4 separate regions of the Mus musculus genome follow, and all the other regions are linked to region 1. A link is a contact called in public HiChIP or PLAC-seq data. All regions are on one chromosome and are shown on one strand. The core of a region is the stretch at or near the end of the contact, and the rest is flanking DNA. Distances in the headings are between cores, read along the strand shown.

Region 1 (2,546 bases), core at 34-2,533:
CAAGTAGAAAACAGTATGTTGTCCAGATTATCTGCTTGCTTTTCTGCAGCAAGTATAGAGTAGTCGCATCTCCAAGCCAAAGGTGGTTTTTTCCTATCCTAAGAGAGACAGATAGGCAAAGACAGACAGACAGACAGACAGACAGACAGACAGACAGACAGAGGATTCCGATATTCATGGCTCCCTGGCTCCTTACTTTTGCCTAAATGGCTACTTGGAATAGAGATGGGTTCCTCTAATAAAGATACAAAGGCACCAGAAGACAGTCCCTGCTAAAGTGACAGTAAAAGATATTGTTAGAAAAGGAAAGCTCTCAGCTCTCTGGGCTCCCGGAAGCTTGGGGGTGGGGGAAGTCGTCTCACCTATTTTGGAAACTACTTACAGATGTGGGGAAACCTCGGAATTGCTCACACCAGGGGCTTTTTTGCAGAGATTTCCTCTGATTTTTTTTTCCCTTCCCCAATTTCCCACAACCTGTGTTTGTCTTGAGTCTGCTAGGCTGAGGAGTGGTTTACCTCTCTGATCCAGCTGCCGGCTCTTACACCCTGTCCTAGGGAGGAAATCAAACAAGTGAAGCCGAAGGGTACTAGGAGGCGCTGGGCATGGGCGCCAGAACTGTCAGAAAATTTGCGAGGCGAGTATTCCAACTTCCCTTCCTGCGCCCACGTGAGCCCTAGCTCCAGCCCATCAGCGAGGGCTTAGCGTTTCCTGCTGGTGCGATCTGGAACTCGATTTTTTTTAAAAAAAATTAATTTCTCTAGTTCTTAGTAAAACTTTGTTGGTTAGGAGACTGCCTTTGCACAGATGCCTGTTTTCTTACCCAAACAGAGAAAGGTCAGATACTTTTCCTTCCACTCTTGAGGTAGGAAGGTTAAACAGCAGCAAGGGAAAGAAACACACATCGCCTATTTATCTGGGGGTGGGGTGGGGGCAAGATAGAGAGATTTGCAGCGAAGTTGTCACGATCCCTCGCGCCACCCCCGGTCTGGCGCTCTGCACTGACACGTACCTCATCTATTAATTGCTGTTCGTGGACGCAAATGCGGAATGCATTCGGTTTTTTATCTTTAGTAAAATAGAAATGGAAATGTCAGCGCGCTCGTGTCTGTTTGTTTGTATAAGGCTATCAAACGAAGTCAGAGAGGAGGCTGTGGCCCGGATCCTGACCCTGATTGTATGAATAAGTAAGCAGGATGCGAGTGATTGGGTTAGATGCTGCGAAGATTTTTTTTTTTTTCAAGTTAGGAAGAGGGTAAAAAGACAGCCTAGAGGGGGGGAAAGAGGCACTCCAAATCCTCACACCCCTTTGCTCTCCGGGCAGTCGGGAGCTTCCCTAGCTTCGGCAGGCTTTTAAGGTCTGGCGGCGTAGAAATGCCTATCCCCCACCCCCTTCCTCGGTCTCCCCTTTCAGTTCAGATGTGCTGATGTGCAGACCGGATTCATCTTCCCCGAGCAGCGGCGGTGGCAGCGGCGGGCGCAGGCGGCTGCAGCTCGCTCTCGGCCGCGGGGTCCTGACAGCGGCGGGGGCGCGGCGCGGGAGCCGGAGCTCCGGTGGCAGCTGAGCCCGCCGTGCGCCTCTCGCCGCGGCCGGTCGTGATCGCGGGAAGTTCGACCGCTGGAAGGACGACCTAGACCGAGCCGGGTTGGCTGCGGCTGCCCTGCGCCGAGCTCCTCACCTGCCTTCCGCCCACCCGCGGGCCCCCGGCCAAGTTCCCCAGCATCCGGGGGAGACAGGGAGACATTTGCCCTCTCTAGCGTCCTGAAGACATCCGCATGTCTCCGGACACCTGAACATTCAGGTCTTTCCGAGGAGCTTCCCAGTCGGGATAAGAACACTGTCCCTAGAGCCCCGCATATCCACGCGGCCCTCCGGGTCTGGTCCCCTCCTTTTCCTCTAGGGGAGGAGGATGGGTTTGCAAGCGCTCTCCCCGAGGATGCTCCTGTGGTTGGTGGTCTCGGGTATTGTTTTCTCCCGGGTGCTGTGGGTCTGCGCTGGCCTCGATTATGATTACACTTTTGATGGGAACGAAGAGGACAAAACGGAGCCTATAGATTACAAGGACCCGTGCAAAGCTGGTAAGTGCCTGTCTAAGTTGGGACTGTGGTGCGCTGCTGGGGACCAAGACGTTGGAATCTCCTTCAAGAGGCAATGAGAGCTCACCTGTTTCCTTCTCTCCTGCTCAGCCCCTCCATCGTTGCCCCTCCTCTCTCCCTCTCCTTTTTCCTCCCGGCTCTCCACCCTGCGCGGCGGCCCAAGTTCCCTGGAGTTCTGTGCTAGTAGGATCAGATGCCAAGCACTGGTCCCCCATCGCTTAAGGCAAACGTCCCGTCCTGTAGTTTCTGATCCCTCCCCCATCCCCTGTGAAATTAAACAAGTCATAAACACAGCTGGCTTCTGTGGGTTTTAAATGCCAGCACGCAGCGGGTTCAATGCACCAGGAAGGGACAAGACCTCCGCTGTTCCAGGACGAGGTTTCCCAGAGTTTGTTCATATCCGAGTAGGCAGAGTTTTCCAAAAGGTGGGTGGAGATGGCATCTCTGCCTCT
Region 2 (2,546 bases), core at 16-2,515, 230 kb before region 1:
ATTTACAGAATTTTCATTGTTAAAGTTATGACAATGATGGCAACCAGTAGAAAGAGTGCCATTTATGTGCTAAATAAACTTAGTTTCTGAGTTATTCAATGTACAGTGGGGTAGCCTTATGCAGAAGGCTGTAGTTTTTGGCCACAATACATTGTATAACATCACAAATTTACACTGTTAAGAGCCTTACTGGCCTGTTCTTGGGAAATAAATTGTGAGTGCTACTCAAACGATCTCCCTGTATGAAAGTGTGCTTTAGAAATAAACACCCTGGTTAGGTATGTGTTGAAAGGGAAGAGGGGAAGCAACAGAGAAAGGAGGAAAGGTGGGGTGCGGTGGGGTGACTGTCGGTTGTTAGTTTCATGGTAAGAGGACTGAAATGTAACAACTGAAGACTCACACTGAATTCAGATTCTCTGTCAGCGTCCCCACGTGCGCCTCTGTAGTCCTTTGTCTATGAGTCTGTGGTATAAAAGGTTTGTTTCCATCTCAGGTAGCAGCAAGGCCAGATGCTATCTGAGTCCCAGGCAGGTGACAGTGTGTTGAAGTCGCTTAGCCTACTAAAGATGAATAGGACAGCTGCACAGAAATACTTCACTTGGTTGCAGATATACCACACTATGTTGGCACTCTGGATTATTTCTTTAAAGGAAAGTTACTAATTACGAATTTTGAGGTGTGTGTGTTTGAGTGCGTGTGCACATGCACACAAACACACGTTTGCGCCCTTGCATGCGTACACAGGTATGGACTAAACCTTTACTCTTCAGAACAACCTTAAGCAGTTGGAGTTATTATCATTTCTGTGTTACAGAGCAAGTAAGACAGAGAGGTCAATGAAGGGAACTTTACCAATAATGGCTCCTTTTAAGTCTACAATCCGGTGGTTAGAAAAATCCCTTGCAAATACTTTTTCTGAAAATGTTTCTGACAGTTCACTAGTTTCCCCGATGGCTTTATTAAATGGGAAAAGGAATTTCCTATCCACTTTTCACTTATAAACAAAAACTTCCAGCGCCAGGGAGATAGCTTGGCAAATGCAAACTTGGGGACCACGGTTTGATCTACAGAACCCAACAAGAAAGTAGGCATGCATGCTGCATGTTTGTAACCAAAGGACTGTAGAATTAGGATTAAATGAACAAGGACAACAAATGAGAAATCTCCTTGCATTGGGTGGTTTCTACAGCCCAAGTGCACCGGTTCCCTCCCACGTGAAGCAGCTGGGAAACACAAGGGACTACAGCAGCCGCTCACACTGGGATCATTGCACTCACATCTGGCTTTGTTTTAGCTTGCTAGTTTTCCAGACCCCACCCCTGGTCACTTTATATATGCTAGACACATTGTACTAGGCTGTGAGAAGATTCAGAAACATTGCTTTTGACAACTAATTAGCATTACATAATTCACGGTACAATATTAGCATTTATTTAACCCACGGAACAACATTAGTCTTATTTAATTTAAGGCTACACATGCAGTAATTATAGACTTAATTGTAGGTATTTTTTTGAAATTTAACTATGTTTCTTTTATTTATTTATAAATCAAAGCTAAAGTAGTGGTGTGGTCAAGATTTTAATATCCTTTAAAAGCATTTATGTATATAAACATCACATTTGATGTTTTGCATCATATTTCTTTTGATTTTAGTGTTTAAATAAACATAACAAATAACTAGTTCCTTATAAGTTCTTATGGTTGTAGGATGATTGTTGATATGTGTGCATGCTTGCTGTTCAGAGGGACCAGGAGGGGACAGACATAGAAAAGAAAAGGATGGATACCCACTCAGGCCTGTAGTCAGTCCCTTACTAAAGTAGCTGCTTTGGTGTTCTTGTGAGTTGTGAATGCAAAAGAAGCCAGTCAGTTTTGCCTTCCGAGATGACAGCCTGGGGTGACTGGCTGAGGGTAAAGTGTTTATAAGGAACATACTTGGGTGCTGTTGTGATAAGGTCTCCAAGGAGTGTGGGCAGGCAAGCCTAGCTTGCTCATGGAATGTTGCAATCTGTCCTTGGTTATCAAAGTCATTTAGCATGCTTTGATACAGTTGCTTTTAAATCTATCTGAAAACTGCCAATGATCGGAGGGAATTATTTGGTCTCCCACAGCTGGTTGGTTCACCTTTTGGGCAGAGTCTCTTCTGTCCTTTTATGTCTATCCTTTGTCTATCAGATTCATCTCACTACAAGTTCACATTCACATACCATTAAAGTAATGTAAAGCTGTAATTTTCTTATTTCTCCATACCTCTCTTTCTGTCTTGTGCATATTTACACACACACATACACACACTCCAGCCTTATTCCAGTGTTATTCTTTAGTTAGATGGCATCATTTAATGCTTCTTAATTTTCTCTTTGAGAAGTAAATCTTTTGCAAGCATCCAGTTTAAAAAGTTTTCAAGGAAAATGAACTTGACAAGGGACATTGGTCTGGAGGAAACGATTACCTCCACATGTGAGGGTTGTTGAAATCTTACATGTGTTAAACCCTATGATGAAATGCTTTATGAACAACGAATTACACTTGTCGTGAATGAT
Region 3 (2,546 bases), core at 25-2,524, 160 kb before region 1:
TAGGATCTAGATCACTGCGCGGGACACATTCAGTCCTCCATAATTATTTGTTAAGTTAACGAACCACGTAAATATTTCACTAAATGTTGATCTCTTGCAAGGATGTTGCTTTCCTTTTCCTAATAAGAAGGAAAATCAGTGGTTAGATGGAAAGATCTTATCAATGTGAGACCATTTTATTCACTATATTTTAGGGGTAAACCTAGGTAACAGCTGTGTTTGTTATACAGTGTGTCTCTCTGGAAACTAATCTTCTCTCCAGCTCTCATTAGTGAGGGTGTTTGATATGCTTGGGCCAGAATTTAATTATAAACTTCCACATGAGTCACGTTTTCTTCAGGAGCATTTATTCTACCTGTTTCTGTCACTTCCTCTGGGGAGGTTAATATAAATCCTGCTAATTCCAACCAGGGCTGAACTTGAGTTCTGCTCCTATTATTGACAAGTTGAAATTAGGAGCACATTAGCAGTGACTTTCGAAACTGAAGTCAACTGTTAATATATAATTCAGAGCCTACCGGGTACCGCTCCACTGTGAATGCCAACACCACCGCTCCCACCCTCAATGGAACAAAGCGCTTTGAAAGTGACCCCGTGTCTATTGTTACAGTCAGGTGCAGCCATGTGATTAGTTATACAAACGACCGTGTCGTTTGTACAGAGAACCTATTGATTTACATTTGTTTAAGAACAGAAGGAGCGGATGAAATATTTACCTGGCTGGGCAACTTGAGAGCTATTATTATTATTTGTAGAAAGTCAGGCTAGCTTTACTCTCAATTGAAATGGTAAATGGCTTGTTTTAGGAGGGCTAGGAATTGAAGCTAACCTCAAAACTGAAACTTCAGAGTTTTCCAGCAGAGCCCTTGTTCAGGGATTTCTGAATATGGCAGGTGAGATGAAGTACTGTCATTTGGGCCGAAGTGACCTCGGCCAGATCTCAGCATGCCTTCTTGGCTTTCTTTGTTTCTCCAGGCAAGAATCTCAGGCATAGAAGTATCTGGTTAAATTTCACCTCAAGATAACTCCTGAGAAGGACAGCGCCTCATCAGTTGCGGCAGACAGAAAAATGACTCCTTTACAGACAGTTGCACCCTAACCCCTGGAGTCTGCGATCATGTTCATATGATTACGGACATAGAACATACGTTTTGTTTGAGGGAGTGAAGAATATGGTAATCGGAGGCTATCCCTGCTCTTCCACATAGGATCTGGTTGATCACAGTGGTCCTGAGAAGAGGTCAGAGGTCATGCTGACAAGGAAGTATAAGCAGTGGGTGGAGCGATGCAGCCAGGAGTCAACTCCCTAGAACTGGAAGGTGGTAGAGGACAGAAAACCCCTCCCCAACCCCCCCTCCCACCAGAGCACACAGTAGGAGTGGTGTCAGCGTCATCTCAATTTAACCCCAGTCAATAAGTGCTTTTTTTTTATTTTTATTTTTGTTTTTGTTTCTTAATCCACTAAGTGTGAAGTAATTTGTTTCAAGAAAAACAGGAAGTGAAAACATCAATATTATCAGGACCATAAGTTGGCATAGATTGTGCACTTAACAATGCCCCTCAAAATAAACGCCTTTGTCTGTGTGGGTCACGAGAAGAAGCTCCCAGTTATGTTTAATATGTTTAAAATGTCAGGGTTACGTTTGCTTTTATTTGTCTGGGGTCTCTCTGCGATCTCTCTCTCTCTTTCTCTCTCTCTGTTTATCTTTCAGTCCCTCTCTTCCCTCCTCTCCCTCTCTGTCTTTTTCCCCTCACTCTTTCTCTTCTCACCTCCTCTCTCTTTCTTCCTTCCTCCCAATGTTGAAAAAAAAAAAGTCAGATGTTAATTAGGAAGCATTGGGTGCCTCGCGTGCTGCAGAAGCAATTTTAGACACCTGGGTGATGGCGGAAAGAAAACATCCTCTGTCAAGGAACAAGTGGAGCCAGCAGCCTCCCTTTTACATGTTGGCTCTAAAAAAGCAAAAGGAAACAACAAACAAACAAATTTTCAACAGCCGAATAAATACGGAGCATGTGGTACATCCACAGATGCATCAGCATTTAGCTGTAAAGAAAAATGAAGTCGTGACGCTTTTTGGAAATTTTCTCTAAGGGAAAATCATGATCCAGCCCTGGGAAGGCTACTGCAAACATGGCTGCACTGACCCTGGAAGTGCAGGTGTCCTTTGCCATCCCCGTTTCATCTCTTTTGGAGATGTTATCTAGAGCAGGATTGCTTGTTCACACCGAGGTTCTGTTTTTAAGTTCTAAAGGCATCTCAATATTTTATCCACAATTGGGATATTCATTTGCATCAGCAGCCGCAGAGGGCAAGGGTTCAGTTTCCTTCTCAATCCCGCCAGCACGTTCCTTCTTCTGGCTTTTAGCGTGTATGGGTGTTTTGACTGAGTATGGCCAAGAGAGTGTTTTATCTTCAGGACCTGGAGTCACACAAGGTGTTAGGAATGGAGCCTAGGTCCTCTGGAAGAGCAGCCAGTGCTGTTAACTGCTGAGCCCTGTCTCCAGCCTTCTACTTCTGTCTTTTAGATAATAGCTTTTTTTTTGGT
Region 4 (2,546 bases), core at 13-2,512, 140 kb before region 1:
TGTGGTTTCTCCAGGCCGTGTGCTTCTGTTCCACTTTTCTTCCTCTTCCTCTTCCTCTGCATCCTCTCCTTCTTCCATTTTTTCTTTCTCTCCCCCCACATTCTGCTCCACCTTCTCTTTTATCTGCCCCATTCATCTGCTCTTCTTTATTTTACAAATTAAGGTGGAAAGCAGGTTTACTGGAAATCACCAGAGTGCTGACTCACTCCTTGTTCGAAGCCACTCGCAGGAGAACAGAATTAACATCAAATATAATTAGCCTCAGGGTTATCCACAACAGTGATGTATCAAGAAACCCGGTGAAGACTTGAGCTTGGATCGATTGAATTCTCTCTGTTAAAGACTTTTCTATTTGTAATCCAATCAAGATCCCGAATTCATTAGTACTAGCAGAAAATAAATAGCTGCCATTCCAAATCAAGTAGTGACTACTTATTAACAATCTATACTGTTAACCTATAAGACTAATTTTGTTGATAGTATCTTTGGACCCATGTCTGAATGACAATTGTTGGTCTCTGGAGGTCCAAGAGCTAGAAGCAAAATGAACATCCCCAAGAATCTTATTCCTATTTTCAGCAGAACTTTAAATATTAAGCATACTAGACTATAGACAGCCAGCATTAGGACTTCCAGTTCTAAGTCCCAGTCTCTAAGTTCAATTTGTCCACATAGGAAACATGGTAGTTCACAAACACAGGGTGCTGCTCATATACTGTAAGTAAATTAAACAGAACCACAACAGAACTTTATGTATATATTTATGAAGAATATATGCATTTATGAAGAATATAACTGAATGGTTATAGAAATGTGATATAAATATTCCCTCATACTACTTGGAGAAAATAGTTGACAAACTTAAAAAGCTATTTGCCATGCATTTTTTGTAAATAAGCATGAAATATAAATATTTAAAACCAATCTTAAAACAGGCAAAGTCTCTAACTTGATAAAACTCTACATCTGGAAATTTACTTTAAAAACACAACCCAAATACTACAGAGGCATGAAGCTTATGTGTGAAACAGTGTAAAAACATGTTCATATCTTCTTGTTCAGCCCTGGTTACCAACTAGGTACCTGAGTAATTAGTCACTAAAATGCAGTGTTATTAACTGGGCATATGGCCAGGTAAGAAAAGAACTCTCAGAGACCAGAGAAGTTCCAGCTGCAGGAAGCATCTGTTACAAACAAAGAGGCAATGCCTAGACTTCTCACTTAGCACCCCAGTGTCTGGCAGAGCCCTGGGATCTGACTTTAAACCCAGATCTCTGAGAAGCTAACCTCCCAGGCAAGGTTGATGCTTCTGAGGTGAAATGTCTGGAGTCTGGTTCTGTAATTATTGGAACAATGGCCAACTGGGTCCACCTGTCACTGCCTGAGGGCATTGCTACCTGCAGAGTGAGAAAGCAACTCTGGAGTGGACTTCAAGACACAGAAGCCAATAGAAAGCCCAGCCTCAAGAAGCATGTCTCTTTCCCTCCCCTTAGTCTTTTATAATCCTTGTACTGCTCCTTCTGGCACAACACAGGGAGCCATTGGGCTGAGAACACTCCAGTCCCTACTTTTAGTCCTACTCACCATAGATAGATAGATAGATAGATAGATAGATAGATAGATAGATAGATAGATAGATAGATAGATCCAGACTGCATGCACTTTCTCATTTCTCTGGTCTTCTGTAAAATAAGCTGTAGGTCAGAAGTGGCCATACTTTGAGATTGTAAGGGCAGGGAGGAGTCTGATGTGGGCAAGTTGCACCTTGATTGACACTTCAGAACACAGGTACCCAGAGCATTCTATGGGAGAGGTGAGTATGTAGCCAGTTCTCCATGGGGCCAATGAGGTTTTACCTTTGTATGTCATTGTCTTCTGCCACCTGGTAACAGGCACTCTCTACCACTGGGATTGCTGATCATCAACACCACTGGTACTATATTGTTTCTCTACTGTGCTGGACCTATAGTTTGTAGGATCCCCATCACAACATGCCAAAGCTGAGTGCCAAAGCTGAGTGTGCTAGAACACCCTTTAGAGACAAGAGACAATAGCTTACTACTTGCCACACTGGTCTCATTACTTATCTAAAACCACACTGTTTAGGGATGGCAGCTCACAGAATGTCTTTCTCAGCTGTGAAAATGTTGTTGAATTAATGAAGAGAAACATTTGCAATTGAAGGAGGGGGAAATTGTTGGAAAATGGCATGTTTTTTTTGCCCCTTTCATTTTCCCAATTCAGAATATAAGCAAAGAGTAAACCCAGGGAGCGCCCTCCCTCTCCTCTGTCACCTTGGTTCTCTTTTGAAGTACACATGACTTTGGAAGGTCAGTTTACTTTGAAGAATGCAGTGTCGTTGCATGAATAATGGAAGCAACTTTATAGAGTTACCATGAAGATTAACAAGATGGCACGTGCGAGCTGCCTACATTGCACAGGTATATAAGTGCTCACTGTTGGATGTTGAAACTGAATATCTAGATTCTTTACCAGTCATGATACCAAGCTGATCCTCTGAGTTCTGTGTGTCATCACTAACATTT

What was found. HiChIP or PLAC-seq counts read pairs in DNA pulled down with a chosen protein or histone mark.
Region 2: an H3K4me3 HiChIP or PLAC-seq map of embryonic limb bud shows a contact between it and region 1, with 2.2 times the contacts expected there. The contact joins the enhancer-like site here to the promoter of Tll1 in region 1. A contact is called at or near these places in 4 of 39 promoter capture datasets (the 3T3-L1 cell line, cranial neural crest, embryonic stem cells and 1 more), 1 of 484 Hi-C or Micro-C datasets (3T3-L1-derived adipocytes), 9 of 115 datasets of contacts at active chromatin or transcription factors (embryonic forebrain, embryonic limb bud, embryonic stem cells and 3 more) and 3 of 9 other capture datasets (adipose tissue, embryonic stem cells and pancreatic islet).
Region 3: an H3K27ac HiChIP or PLAC-seq map of embryonic stem cells shows a contact between it and region 1, with 2.6 times the contacts expected there. The contact joins the enhancer-like site here to the promoter of Tll1 in region 1. A contact is called at or near these places in 3 of 39 promoter capture datasets (the 3T3-L1 cell line, frontonasal cranial neural crest and liver), 5 of 484 Hi-C or Micro-C datasets (embryonic stem cells, nephron progenitors and uterus), 7 of 115 datasets of contacts at active chromatin or transcription factors (all in embryonic stem cells) and 1 of 9 other capture datasets (pancreatic islet).
Region 4: a contact with region 1 is called in an H3K27ac HiChIP or PLAC-seq map of embryonic stem cells, with 8 read pairs. The contact joins the enhancer-like site here to the promoter of Tll1 in region 1. A contact is called at or near these places in 3 of 39 promoter capture datasets (the 3T3-L1 cell line, embryonic stem cells and liver), 7 of 484 Hi-C or Micro-C datasets (brain, cerebellar granule neurons, cerebellum and 2 more), 5 of 115 datasets of contacts at active chromatin or transcription factors (embryonic forebrain and embryonic stem cells) and 2 of 9 other capture datasets (embryonic stem cells and pancreatic islet).

Annotation. Positions count from the first base shown.
Region 1 is chr8:64,204,745-64,207,290 of GRCm38.p6, reverse strand. It overlaps Tll1 (tolloid-like), which reads left to right and starts at 1,283. Exons shown (of 21, transcript NM_009390.3): 1 at 1,283-2,076. The coding sequence starts at 1,908.
Region 2 is chr8:64,437,415-64,439,960 of GRCm38.p6, reverse strand. No RefSeq gene overlaps it. Among named protein-coding and RNA genes, the nearest start is that of Gm35521, 18 kb to the right of the region's middle. Within about 2 kb of position 1,265, at least 5 of the 459 cell types and tissues checked have an H3K27ac peak or open chromatin away from gene starts, as enhancers often do. A contact at or near this core is called in embryonic limb bud, where this site is marked.
Region 3 is chr8:64,365,114-64,367,659 of GRCm38.p6, reverse strand. No RefSeq gene overlaps it. Among named protein-coding and RNA genes, the nearest start is that of Gm35521, 55 kb to the left of the region's middle. Within about 2 kb of position 1,274, at least 7 of the 459 cell types and tissues checked have an H3K27ac peak or open chromatin away from gene starts, as enhancers often do. A contact at or near this core is called in embryonic stem cells, where this site is marked.
Region 4 is chr8:64,341,432-64,343,977 of GRCm38.p6, reverse strand. No RefSeq gene overlaps it. Among named protein-coding and RNA genes, the nearest start is that of Gm35521, 78 kb to the left of the region's middle. Within about 2 kb of position 1,262, at least 4 of the 459 cell types and tissues checked have an H3K27ac peak or open chromatin away from gene starts, as enhancers often do. A contact at or near this core is called in embryonic stem cells, where this site is marked.